2 separate regions of the Mus musculus genome follow, and region 2 is linked to region 1. The links are chromatin contacts, called in public promoter capture Hi-C maps. All regions are on one chromosome and are shown on one strand. The core of a region is the stretch at or near the end of the contact, and the rest is flanking DNA. Distances in the headings are between cores, read along the strand shown.

Evidence for each region. Promoter capture Hi-C pulls out the DNA fragments that hold promoters and counts their contacts.
Region 2: a contact with region 1 is called in a promoter capture Hi-C map of trophoblast stem cells, with 6 times the contacts expected there. The contact joins the promoter of Spdl1 here to the enhancer-like site in region 1. A contact is called at or near these places in 13 of 39 promoter capture datasets (the C10 cell line, the HPC-7 cell line, HPC-7-derived erythroid cells and 8 more), 1 of 484 Hi-C or Micro-C datasets (stem cell-derived motor neurons) and 1 of 9 other capture datasets (liver).

The regions. Positions count from the first base shown.
Region 1 is chr11:34,111,414-34,117,713 of GRCm38.p6, reverse strand. No RefSeq gene overlaps it. Among named protein-coding and RNA genes, the nearest start is that of 4930469K13Rik, 16 kb to the right of the region's middle. Within about 2 kb of position 4,548, at least 60 of the 459 cell types and tissues checked have an H3K27ac peak or open chromatin away from gene starts, as enhancers often do. A contact at or near this core is called in hippocampal neurons and trophoblast stem cells, where this site is marked.
Region 2 is chr11:34,831,490-34,837,419 of GRCm38.p6, reverse strand. Spdl1 (spindle apparatus coiled-coil protein 1) reads left to right here and starts at 3,779. Exons shown (of 12, transcript NM_027411.2): 1 at 3,779-3,932.

The sequences.
Region 1 (6,300 bases), core at 3,299-5,798:
ACAGTTCACAGGTACAACCATGGGGGCGGGGCATCATGGCAGAAGACTGGGGCAAATACAACCATGGGGGTGGGGCATCATGGCAGAAGACTGGGGCAAATACAACCATGGGGGTGGGGCATCATGGCAGAAGACTGGGGCAAATACAACCATGGGGGTGGGGCATCATGGCAGAAGACTCGGGGCAGTTGGCCATGTTGCATCCCTATCAGGAAACAGAGTAAAGGAATGGGTAAGGAATGCATGCTGCTACTTAGGTCCCTTTCTCCTTTTTATTCAATCCAAGACCACAGCCCATGAAATGGTGCTGTCCACATTTAAGGTGGGTCTCCCGACCCTGGTTAACAAAATCTTAGAGGTTTGTGTCTATGGTCACTCTATATCACATCAAGTATTTAATCATGGTCAGGCATATCATACTTTTCCTGGACCTGCCCCTGAATGCTTTACTTATAGGAAAGCTCTTTCTGGAGGTGCAGTTTTTAGATTAGGAAGATGAGGTTACACTAACCAATAGGAATGGTCAGTGTTCCACTGCCTCCCCACATTAAACACACAGTCTTCAAGTGCAGTTACTTTTCAGTACTCAAGGGATTGGCCTGAGTGTAAGGAGGACATCTGTAAACAAGGACATCTGCTATGGTTAGAAAAGAAAATGTCAACCATGGACTCATGCTTTAAATGTTTTTCCCCCAGATGTTGGAGCTATTTGGAGAGGCTGTGTGAAGCTTCAGGAAGTAAGGTCCCACTGGAGGAAGTGGGTCACTGATAAGGAAGCCCTCGTGGGTTCTTATCCCTGGGCTCCTTCCTGTGCTACTTTAATTCCTGTTTGCTGGTGACCCACCTCTATCTCCCACCCCCATTCCCCCCCCACACACACACACACAAGCCACAATGACATCTGCCAAAACATGTGCTGGCTGGTTTTATGCCAACGTGACACAAGCTAGAATTATCTGAGAGGAGAGAATTTCAAGAGAGAAAATGCCTCCATAAGATCAGGCTGCAGGCAAGCTTTTGGGGCATTTTCTTAATTAGTGATTGATGGTGGTGGTGGGGGGGTAGCTAGTGCATTGTGGGTGTTGCCATCTCTGGAGTGATGGTCCTAGGTTCTATAAGAAAGCAGGCTAAACTCAAGAAGTTAGACTCCAGAGAACCAAATAACCCTATTAAAAAATGGGTACAGAGATAAACAAAGGATTCTCAACTGAGGAATATCAAATGGCTGAGAAGCACCTAAAGAAATGTTCAACATCCTTAATCATCAGGGAAATGCAAATCAAAACAACCCTGAGATTCCACCTCTCACCAGTCAGAATGGCTAAGATCAAAAACTCAGGTGACAGCAGATGCTGGCGAGGATGTAAAGAAAGAGGAGCACTCGTCCATTGCTGGTGGGATTGCAAGCTTGTACAACCACTCTGGAAGTCAGTCTGGTGGTTCTTCAGAAAACTGAACATAGTATTACCTGAGGAACCAGTTATACCATTCCTGGGCATATATCCAAAAGATGCTCCGACATATAGCAAGGACACATGCTCCAGTATGTTCATAGCAGCCTTATTTAAAATAGCCAGGAGCTGGAAAGAACCCAAATGTCCTTCAACAGAGGAATGGATAAGGAAAATGTGTATACACAATGGAGTACTACTCAGTGATTAAAAAAATGATGAATTTGTGAAATTTTTAGGCAAATGGAGAGAACTAGAAAATATCATCCTGAGTGAAGTAACCCGATCATAAAAGAACACACATGGTATGCACTCACTGATAAGTGGATATTAGCCCCAAAGCTCCAAATAACCAGGATACTATTCACAGACCACATGATGCTCAATAAAAAGGAAGACCAAAGTGTGGGTGCTTTAGTCCTTCTTAGAAGGAGAACAAAATACTGACAGGAGCATATATACAGAGATAAAGTGTTGAGCAGAGACTGAAGGAAAGATCACCCAACAACTGTCCCACCTGGGGATTCATCTCATATGCAGTCACCAAACCCAGACACTATTGTGGATGCCAAGAAGTGCAAGCCGAAAGAAGCCTGATATGGCTGTCTCCAGAGAGGCCCTGCCAGAGACTTACAAGTACAGAAGCAGATGTTTGCAGCCAACCATTTAACTCCATGTGGGGTCCCCAATAGAGGAGTTAGAGAAAGGACTGAAGGAGTTTGCAACCCCATAGGAAGAACAATATCAACCAACCAGTCTCCCCAGAACTCCCAGGGAGTAAGCCATCAACAAAGGAGTATACATGGCTCCAGCTGCATATGTAGCAGTGGATGACCTTGTCATGCATCAATGGGAGGAGAGGTCCTTGGTCCTCTGAAGGCTCAATAGATGCCCCAGTATAGGGGAATCAAGGTCTGGGAGGTGAGAGTGGATGGGTGGGTGTTGGAAAACCCTCATAGAAGCAGGAGGAGGAGGGATGTGACAGGGTGTTTCCTGGGAGAGAGGGAATCCGAGAAAGGAGATAACATTTGAAATGTAAATAAAGAAAATATCCAATTAAAAAAAGGAAAGCTACCCAAGGATATAAGGATACCCACGGTATCCCAAGGTACCCTAGGATACCCAAGATATAAGATACAATTTGCTAAACGCATGAAACTCAAGAAGAACGAAGACCAAAGTGTGGACACTTTGCCCCTTCTTAGAATTGGGAACAAAACACCCATGGAAGGAGTTACAGAGACAAAGTTTGGAGCTGTGACGAAAGGATGGACCATCTAGAGACTGCCATATCCAGGGTTCCATCCCATAATCAGCTTCCAAACGCTGACACCATTGCATACACTAGCAAGATTTTGCTGAAAGGACGCAGATATAGCTGTCTTTTGTGAGACTATGCCGGGCGGAGCCTAGCAAACACAGAAGTGGATGCTCACAGTCAGCTATTGGATGGATCACAGGGCCCCCAATGGAGGAGCTAGAGAAAGTACCCAAGGAGCTAAAGGGATCTGCAACCCTATAGGTGGAACAACATTATGAACTAACCAGTACCCCGGAGCTCTTGACTCTAGCTGCATATGTATCAAAAGATGGCCTAGTCGGCCATCACTGGAAAGAGAGGCCCATTGGACTTGCAAACTTTATATGCCCCAGTACAGGGGAACACCAGGGCCAAAAAGTGGGAGTGGGTGGGTAGGGGAGTGGGTGGGAGGGTATGGGGGACTTTTGGGATAGCATTGGAAATGTAAATGAGGAAAATACCTAATAAAAAGTATTTTAAAAACAGGAAAGAAAGCAGGCTGAGCAAGCCATGGGGAGCAAGCCAGTAAGCAGCACCCCTCCATGGCTTCTGCATCAGTGCTTACTTCCAGGTACCTGCCCTGTTTGAGTTCCGGTCCTGACTTCCTTCAGTGATGGACTACAACGATGGGCATACACACCAAATAAAAACCTTTCCTTCTCAACACACTTTGAGTCACTGTGTTTCATCACAGCAATAGAAATCCTGAGACACAGGTCAAACCTTCACAGACCGGACCCTCAGACAATATGAGCCAAACAAATCTTTTTTCATTTAAATGGTTTCTGCCAAGTATTTGGTCACAGAGATGATAAAAGTAGCTAACACAGAAGATCCATTGTCCTTGGGAAGCTGGGAGGAGATACCCTAGACCTCCCAAAATGACCTTGATGGAGCTGCTTGGTATTCATTAGTCTGTTTCTTCACTTGCCAAAGTAAGAGCCCTGGGCTTAATGATTTCTGGGTACCAGGTACCACGTGGTGTTGTGTAGAGGCAGTACAGGCTCCAGAGGCAGGTGACTAGTAGCCCAAGCTCTTTGTTCAACCAGTGTCCTGGCAGTGGGTACAGCACATGTGTGAGTCTCAGCTTTGCATCCACCAGTGGGGGTGATAATGGTGTGTACCAAGCCCAGTCAGTGCCTTCCAATTAAAAAGTCCAGGAACTCCCCGTGCAGAGTAGAGATACCATGCATGCTTATTCTAGTCCTTCAAGGCAGCTCAGTGAGCAAGCAGGCAGCTCTGAGACAGAAGGCAGATGTTTGAAACCAGCCAGCACTGTCACTTTCTGCCAGGGACTTTGGACAGGTTGCTTGCTCTGTCTAAACCTGTTTCTCTCATGTAAAATGCTGTGGGGTTTGCCAGAATCCAATGAAATATATTACATATGTGGAATGTCATCCTACAGTTAGAGTACATATATGCAGCCACATATAACATCTCAGAATGGTCTCAGATTTGTTTCCTATAGACCAGTGGTTACTGGGATTTTAGTGACTATACTATTTATTGCCTCTGTTTTCATCCGGACAGGATTGTACCCCTAAGCCACTAATCAAATATCTGTTTATCTCAGATATCCTAATCACCAAGACTTGCCGACCCGCAGTCCTCACGACCTCAATATATTGCCCTAACTGCTGTTAAAGCCCCAGTCAGGACAGCACAGCAAGCACAAGAAACTCAAATGACTGAGATGGGAGCTGCTAATTTAAATGAATAGCTTTGGCAAAGGGAGCTCTCCCCTAGGGTGTGAGGGAGATAATGGTGGCCAGTGTTTGGAGGCTGGAGCCTGCCTGTTGTTTGCTGCCTCTAGGGCCAAGCATTGCTATAGCAACAAATGACTTAGCAACAGCTTTGAACAGACTGCTTCTTTGAAAGAATTTACATAATAGAGATTATGGTTACAGTCTCTCAGGAAGGGAAAACAGGACTTTTCTTGTCCTCTTAAACATTAAGGACATTTGAAGGACCAATCCCTTCTCAAAAGCTGTACTGTAAGTGGGTGGGGAGGCTAGAAGGCTGTGCATCACAGTACTGGCAGTAGCTTCCTAAGAGATTAAAGGTGAACCTTGATTTCTTTGGGGGCACACGTGGTGGTTAGAGACTTTCCCCCCTGCTTTTCTTTTTATTTAAAGTAATATTTCTATTTCATTTCTGAATATCATGATATTTATTCATCCATCCTTCATATTCCATTTCCCTATCATCAAACATAATTGTGAATTGAATATATTTAAGATTTATTTTTATTAATTCTTAGCTAGCACATAACTATGCATATTAATGCAGTGCCATGCGAGATTTTGATACACGGATGCCCTGTATAATGTTTAAAATAAGGTAAGCAGGCCCATTTCCACAAATGTCACTTATTTATGGTGACAGGTTTCAGTTATTTTAGTAAAAAATTTTAACCTTAAAAATAATACACTGAGCAGAATGCACAAGCCTAGCAATATGGAGAAGGTATCTGTGGCCCAGGGCAGGATTTGGCCTAGCATTGGTGGAGAAATGCCTTTAGGAGCTTCAAAAAACATAGCTGTCAATATCTGATGGGAACACCCCAAAGGTTAGTCAGTGACACGAGAGCTGACCTCTGCTGAGGAGTGAGTTCGGATCCTGCTGTGTTTACCCGGTGAGAACTATTCCCATTTGTCATTTCTTAACTCAGAAGTGCATGGAGCCATCTCCCAAGACCAAAGAGTCCCAAGACAAAAGCATAACAGGGAAAATCTGTGTAGGTGTGAGGTGAAGGTTTCACATGACTCATATGACCTCTGGGGGAAATGAGATTGAAGAGACAGCACAGTGCCTGAATGTGTGTGTTTCTGCAGTTGCTATTGCATTGTATCATTATGACAAAGCCTCTCAAGTGAATGATTTAAAAGAAAGAGATGCTTATCGGGTTCACAGTTTCAGAAAGTTCAGCATACAGTCCCCCGGTCTTATTGTTCCAGGCCGGTAGCAAGACCGTTTGTAACTGTGGGTGAGATCGAGGAAGCTGCTCACTTCACGACATCTGTGAAGGGCCAGGATCTGAAGAACCCTTTCAGGGGCACACCACCCAGCCATGATCTAAATGTCCTTGGCTATGCACCACCCCCTAGGGTTCTACGACCTCCAATACTGCTGACAACAAAGCTTGTTAGCACTTGGGCCTATAAGGCATGTTTCAGATCCTAACAAAGAATTTGGTGGTTTGGGAAACAATATTTTTTTTCTGATCTGCTGTTTCAGTAGTAAATATTATATGACTGGGAAATCAGGGAGGAGGGAAATACAAAGGGAAAGTACTCTAAGACAGAAAAGCTTCCACCTGTACTACTTCTTTATTAAGCTCCTTTTAAAAATACTGGGTATTCCTTCACTTGGATGAATTCATAGTGTCATGATAAATATTTAAGCAACTATAATATACTATATTCACAACCAATATACAATAAAGGTTAAAGCCATAGGCTTTGGTTCAGACTTGGGTGTGAATATAGTTTAACACGTAGCCAGATATGTGAGCGTCATTCCTTGCTCTGGCTTATAGCAATCGGCAGT
Region 2 (5,930 bases), core at 2,530-5,029, 720 kb before region 1:
GTCACCTAAGACATCGGGAAAACAGAGATATTTATATTATAATCCCTAACAGTGGCAAAATTACTGTTATGAAGTAGCAACGAAAGTAAACTTAGGGTTGGGGGTCACCATAGCATGAGGAACGGTAGTAAAGGCTCTCCGCATGCGTTAGGTTGAGAACTACTGTGTTCTTCTACCCTAGCTAGTCCATGGATTAGGACAATCCCTGTATCTTGCACCCAGACAGCTATTCCACACTTGTGGACAGTTAGTCCACAAGTTTCAATGAACACAACCTTTACCGTCTCTCAGCCTATTCTATCAATCATGGGACTTTATTAATTAATGCAGTTTTATTTCAGACTCCTCGGTGTCTCAGAGTCTTGTACTTGTTTTTGCCTGGCCTCAAAGAAGTCCCCCTCACAGCTCAACAAGGACATCAAAGGTATCCTCTGGGCAGGAACTGTTTGGTAGATGTCTCTCCACTAAACTCTAAGCTTTTTGATCACATGCCCTTCCTCTGTAGAGCCCTAAGCCATCACGAAACAGGTTCGCATCAAAATAAACAGCTTTCAAGGCACTGCAGCACCACCAGAACAGCATTCTAACATGGAGTTAGTGTGGTCACACTCAAAGAATGACGAGCTTCTCACAGCAACCAGCCTGCACTTGAGTAGCTATTGTCTTAGGAATTTTAACGGAGGGGAGAGTGGATATTTTTGTTGCTTCTCAGAATTCAGAAGCCTTTCCTATGCTCCGTGAACCCATTATCATGCAAGGAGGAATACGCCATCTCTGATGTAAAATGAAAATGGCAGACACAGAGGAATCCACCCCACCATAAACTTTTGGCATGTCAGCCATGCATGTGGACCTCAGTCTCATTTGGGAGACCTGTACTTCAAACTACTAAAGAGTGTAGGTTAATCTAGGAAGCTATCTAAAAATCGTTTCACTTGTGACATCTAGTGTCTGGACATGGTACTGGCTGTACTCTATCCAGGGCATCCCTAACAGTGCCTTTTAACTTCATGGAAAAAGATAAAAACCACAACAAATTTACTTTAAAGATTGTAAGTGACTTTTATTTATGATTCTAAGTTACAACAGTCCTCAGGATCTGAAGAGGTTTTAACAATTCCTTTCAACAAGATCAGGAAGTATTTGTGAATAGGAAACAAGTGAGACAGAGAGACCTCTTCAGGTCCCAGCTCAGCATCCACTTGATTTGAATCATCTGGCCACTGAAGATGGTCTTGAAGCTCAATTATTTGTGTGCCACTTAGTGCAAATGATTCCAGGTTACTTTCATGCAGTGGGCCAGTGTAGAAAGACGCGCCCAAATCAATGTTCTCCTATAAACTGCCTTTAACGATTAGAGAGAGAGGCCTTTAAGACTTTGTGAACATGGTCCTCTCCCTCGAGTCCATTTTTCCTTACTTCTGCCATCTTTCAAGACTCTGCTTAGTGCCAGTGCATTTGTAACTTTTTAAATGAATATCCAGACAAAATATACTTTTCCTTTTATGTAGGGTCATATGAATTTAAAAAAAAAAAGATTTATTTATTTTTATAAATAAGTACACTGTTGCTGTCTTCAAATGCACCAGAAGAGGGCATCAGACTTCATTATGGGTGGTTGTGAGCCACCATGTGGTTTCTGGGATTTGAACTCAGGTCCTTTTGGAAGAGCAGTCCAAAGCTTACCCACTGAGCCATCTCGCCAGCCCATGAATTTTTAATATATATGTGAGTATATTTGTGTGTGTGATAATTTCTACAGCCATGATTTTAAATATATATTTGTTGGGGTTCAGGAGTCGCCCACAAACCACACAAACACCAAGCTCAGTCAGACAGGGATGGTTTACTGAACACACACCCTAAGCTTGATCGATCAGGGCCATAGTTCAGAATCTGGCGGCCGAGGCTACAACTCCGAACATTTCTCAGGGTGTGCTTATAAAGGAAAATGCCACAATGAGCTCGTGTGCAGGTGCTGGAAGTGCTGTTCAGTGGTCAGCTCTGACTCAAGCTATTTTGGACATAACAGTTCATACTGATTTAATCTGATGGGTCCTATAGCTTTGTGGAATTTCTTAAGATTAACAATTGTCATACAGAACATAACAAGATATGTTATCAACATGACCTTGCTCTGAGTCAAGTTATTTTTCTGTGCCAATGAGTGGCAGGCATATCACAGCAACAGTATGAAAGAGCTGGCAGGCATGGAACAAAATGGCTACAGCTATGTTGGGGGGCACAGGCCTCAAGAATATTAAATATATGTAAATAATATACTGTGTTGTGAGCAACTCCCTGATAGTACGTTTAATCACACATCCTTCCAAGGTCTATGTCACTGCACCTGAGAGATAGTATGTGATTTAATATGTTCTCTCTGAATCAAAGAACAAAACAAGGAATTCATAAAGATTTTAGTTACAGGTATTAACTAGTCATGACTGGCCAACGATAGAGGTTATCTTCCTGACTCCTGAGTTGAAGAATCTGAGAATGATAGAAGAAATGGAATTTGCTTCATTTAATGAAGAACTCAGTGGTGATTATATCTGCTTGATGGATCATTGTTGTTTATCTTAAAACAGTTCAGTCCTTTAAAGTCTGGTCTAGCTCCATCAGAAATAACGGTCTACAAATGAAAATGAAGTGAGAAAGTCAAAGGGTGTGGAGCATCAAGATATTAAAACTCAATGGAGGCAATGCAGGAAAGGGGAAAAATAAACACTGACTACTGGACACTGAAGGTAAAAAATCACTGGGGTACAGTGCAGGATTGGCCTCATGATAAAACAAACAAAAACAAAAAGAAACGCTGGTGATCTTGTCAAGAGACAATTTACTGTACAATATAACAAACTAATCCCAGCACTCCCGAGGCAGAGGCTGGAGGATCTCTGTGAGTTCATCGCTTGTCCGGTCTGCAGGGAGAGTTCCAAGACAGTCAGGGCTACATAGAGACCCTGTCTCAAAAAGCTAAATAATAACGATGATGATGAAACTGAATAGTGAAAACCTTCTCAGACGTTTTGTTATATAAAGAAAAACAAAACGGGAATGTTACTGACTGGAGTTTCCGATTCACTTTTGGAATGTGTCACTTCGGCACCTTCATCTACAGAGGGCAAAGATTCAACACAGTAAACCACGATAAAAGACATAGAGCCAAGCCCATAGATAAAAAAGATATGATGCCAGGTGCCAGTTACTAGAGCTCTCCAGATTTCCCATTGCTTAAAAGTGTAAAGAATAAGCAAGTTTACAAGGAATTTCTATTTAGACACGCATGCCCTCGAGCTGTACTGCAAAACCAGCTGGGTTCGTCTCAATAGCAGTCCTATTGCGGTGATTTTGAATTACTTAGGTTTTCTTTGGAGGAGACTTTAATTTCCTCTGCGCAAAGTGCAAGGGCTGGCAGGGTGGTTCGCAGTCCTAACTGGGGCGAGCCCAGTGGAAGGTGGCACTGTGCTGGCCCTGGTGAGACTCAACGCCTTAGCTCCTAAAGGCGACTGCAGGCGGGCCAGCGAGGGGCTGACAATACCTTCCGACCCGGCGACACTGGCGTTGGTAAAGACGACAACAAATAAATAAACCAGAGAAACACACTTCACTAAAAGCAGACACTTCTAAGAAAACGAAGCAGCAGGAACGCCCAAAAGCCCAAGTCGCGGAGCATGCACATGCGCAGTCTCTGCAAGGCGCCCCACTCGTTTGCCCCGGAGGCGCGGATTGGACAAGACATCTCGTGAGAAACGTGAGTTCTCGCGGGAACCGTATTCAAAAATCCCCGGCGCTTACTTAGCAGTGCTGCTGCCGAGTGAAGAGGGAGTTATTTCTGTGCTGAGGTGGAGTTAGTGTCACGAATCTGGGAGTCCAGTGCTCTCCGGACAGGCCTCCGGTTGCAGCAGCCAGGAAGCGTGAGGAGAGAGGTAAGGGCGAGCGTCGGGAAGGGTGAACCGGGAGGAGGTGGGAGGAACGCCTGTTCTCAGGAACCTGAGTTCTCTGGAGCCGCCTTCCGGGTCGGTGTAGTCTTCGGTCGGACCGCTTCGCTGCGGGTTTGACTGCAGAAGGATAAATACGGTGCTGGGTGGTCTGGGACCTCCGAGTCTTGAATTCTCCAGTACCCTTAGCCAGTGGTGCAGTCTGAATTAACTTACAATTATGTAGCAGACACACAGGACGGAGTCTCATTGTAACATCTCATTCGCTTATGTTTTACTTATTTACTTTTTTTGTTGTTTTTCTTTTATTCACATTATATCCCAATCGCAGCCCCCTCCCCACTTTCCTCCCAGTCCCGCCCCCCAATCCCTATCCCCACTACTACCCCTCCCTCTTTTCTCAGAGAAGGGGAGTCGTGTCCCCCCCCCCCCCCAGTACCACCTCATCCTGGGACATCAAATCCCAGCGGAGTTAAATAAGCATGTTCCAACCAGGCGGTCCAGGTAGGGTAAGGGGTACAATGGCAGGCAGCAGAGTCAGAGACAGCCCTGCTTCAATTGTTAGGGGACCTGCAGGAAGACCAAGCTGCATATCTGCTACACATACGTAGGGGGCCTAGGTCCAGCCCCTGCATCCTCCTTAGTTGGTGGTTCAGCCTCAGTGAGCCCCCATGGGTCCAGGTTGATTGACTTGCATGTCTTCCTGTGGTGGCCTTGACCCCTTCAGCTTGCTCAATTCTATCCCCTACTCTTCCTCACGAGACTCCCAGAGCCCTGCCTGATGCCTGATGGGCCTTTGCTTCTGCTTCCATCTGCTGCTGGGTTAAGCCTCTCAAGACACAGTTATGTTAGGGCTGCAAACATAGCACGGGGTCGTTAATAGTGTCAGGGGTTGGCTCTCTCTCATGGGATGGGTTTCAAGTTGTGCCATTCAGTGGTTCTGCTCCATCTTTATCCCTGAGCCTCCTATAGGCAGGAGAACTTTGGGCTTGAAAGTTTTGCTTGGGTTTGTTTATTTATCTATTCAATGATTACAGATTGCAGTGGTAACATTTTGGATGTTTGGGTTAAATGTTTTCACTTGTACTTATTTGTGAAAATGTAACTACCCCCACCCCCCAAAAAAAAGTTTAAAATCCGTTTGGCTGGCATGGTATTTCTGTTGATGCCTAGTAAGAATTCATGTGTTCTTAATCTAGTTAGATGCCTTTTACTCTTTTTGTTTTTGTTTTTGTTTTGTTTTGTTTGTTTTTCGAGACAAGGTTTTTCTGAATAGCCCTGGCTGTCCTGGAACTCACTTTGTAGACCAGGCTGGCCTCGAACTCAGATATCTGCCTGCCTCTGCCTCCCGAGTGCTGGGATTAAAGGTGTGTGCCACCACCTCCCGGCTTTTTTGTTTTTGTTTGTTTGTTTGTTTCCTTTTACTCTTTTTATCTTATAGAATCTCTAAGATAGATGAAGCAAGATGCTCACAAAACTTTTTCACATTGATGTAGCCAGTTGGATGTGGAAGTGAGCTTTGAGCTCAGATAGCTAGCTCATCCACAGAACTTGCTGACACTTAAATGCCTTATACGGGTTGGGTTTTTGAGAAGTTGTGGTGAAAAGTGATTAGCACACTAGGCTTTGGAGCTCCACTTTGATTTTTATGTCATTTAGCCACATCTGTGTATCGCCTACTATTTTCTCTCAAACCTATCCTATTTTGTTTTGTTTTGTTTTGATTTTCTGAGACAGGGTTTCTCTGTGTAGTCCTGTCTGTCCTGGAACTCACTCTGTAGACCAGGCTGGCCTTGAACTCAGAAATCCACCTGCCTCTGCCTCCCAAGTGCTGGGATTAAAGGCGTGCACCACCACTGCCTGGCTCTCAAACCTATCCTAACCAGGCTTTTGCCTCACTTCTCCACCTTGGGCCAGTGACCTGCAGTTTCCAGTTTCTCATCTAATTTGCCTTAGTATCATTTGCCGTGATGGTTTCTTTCCACC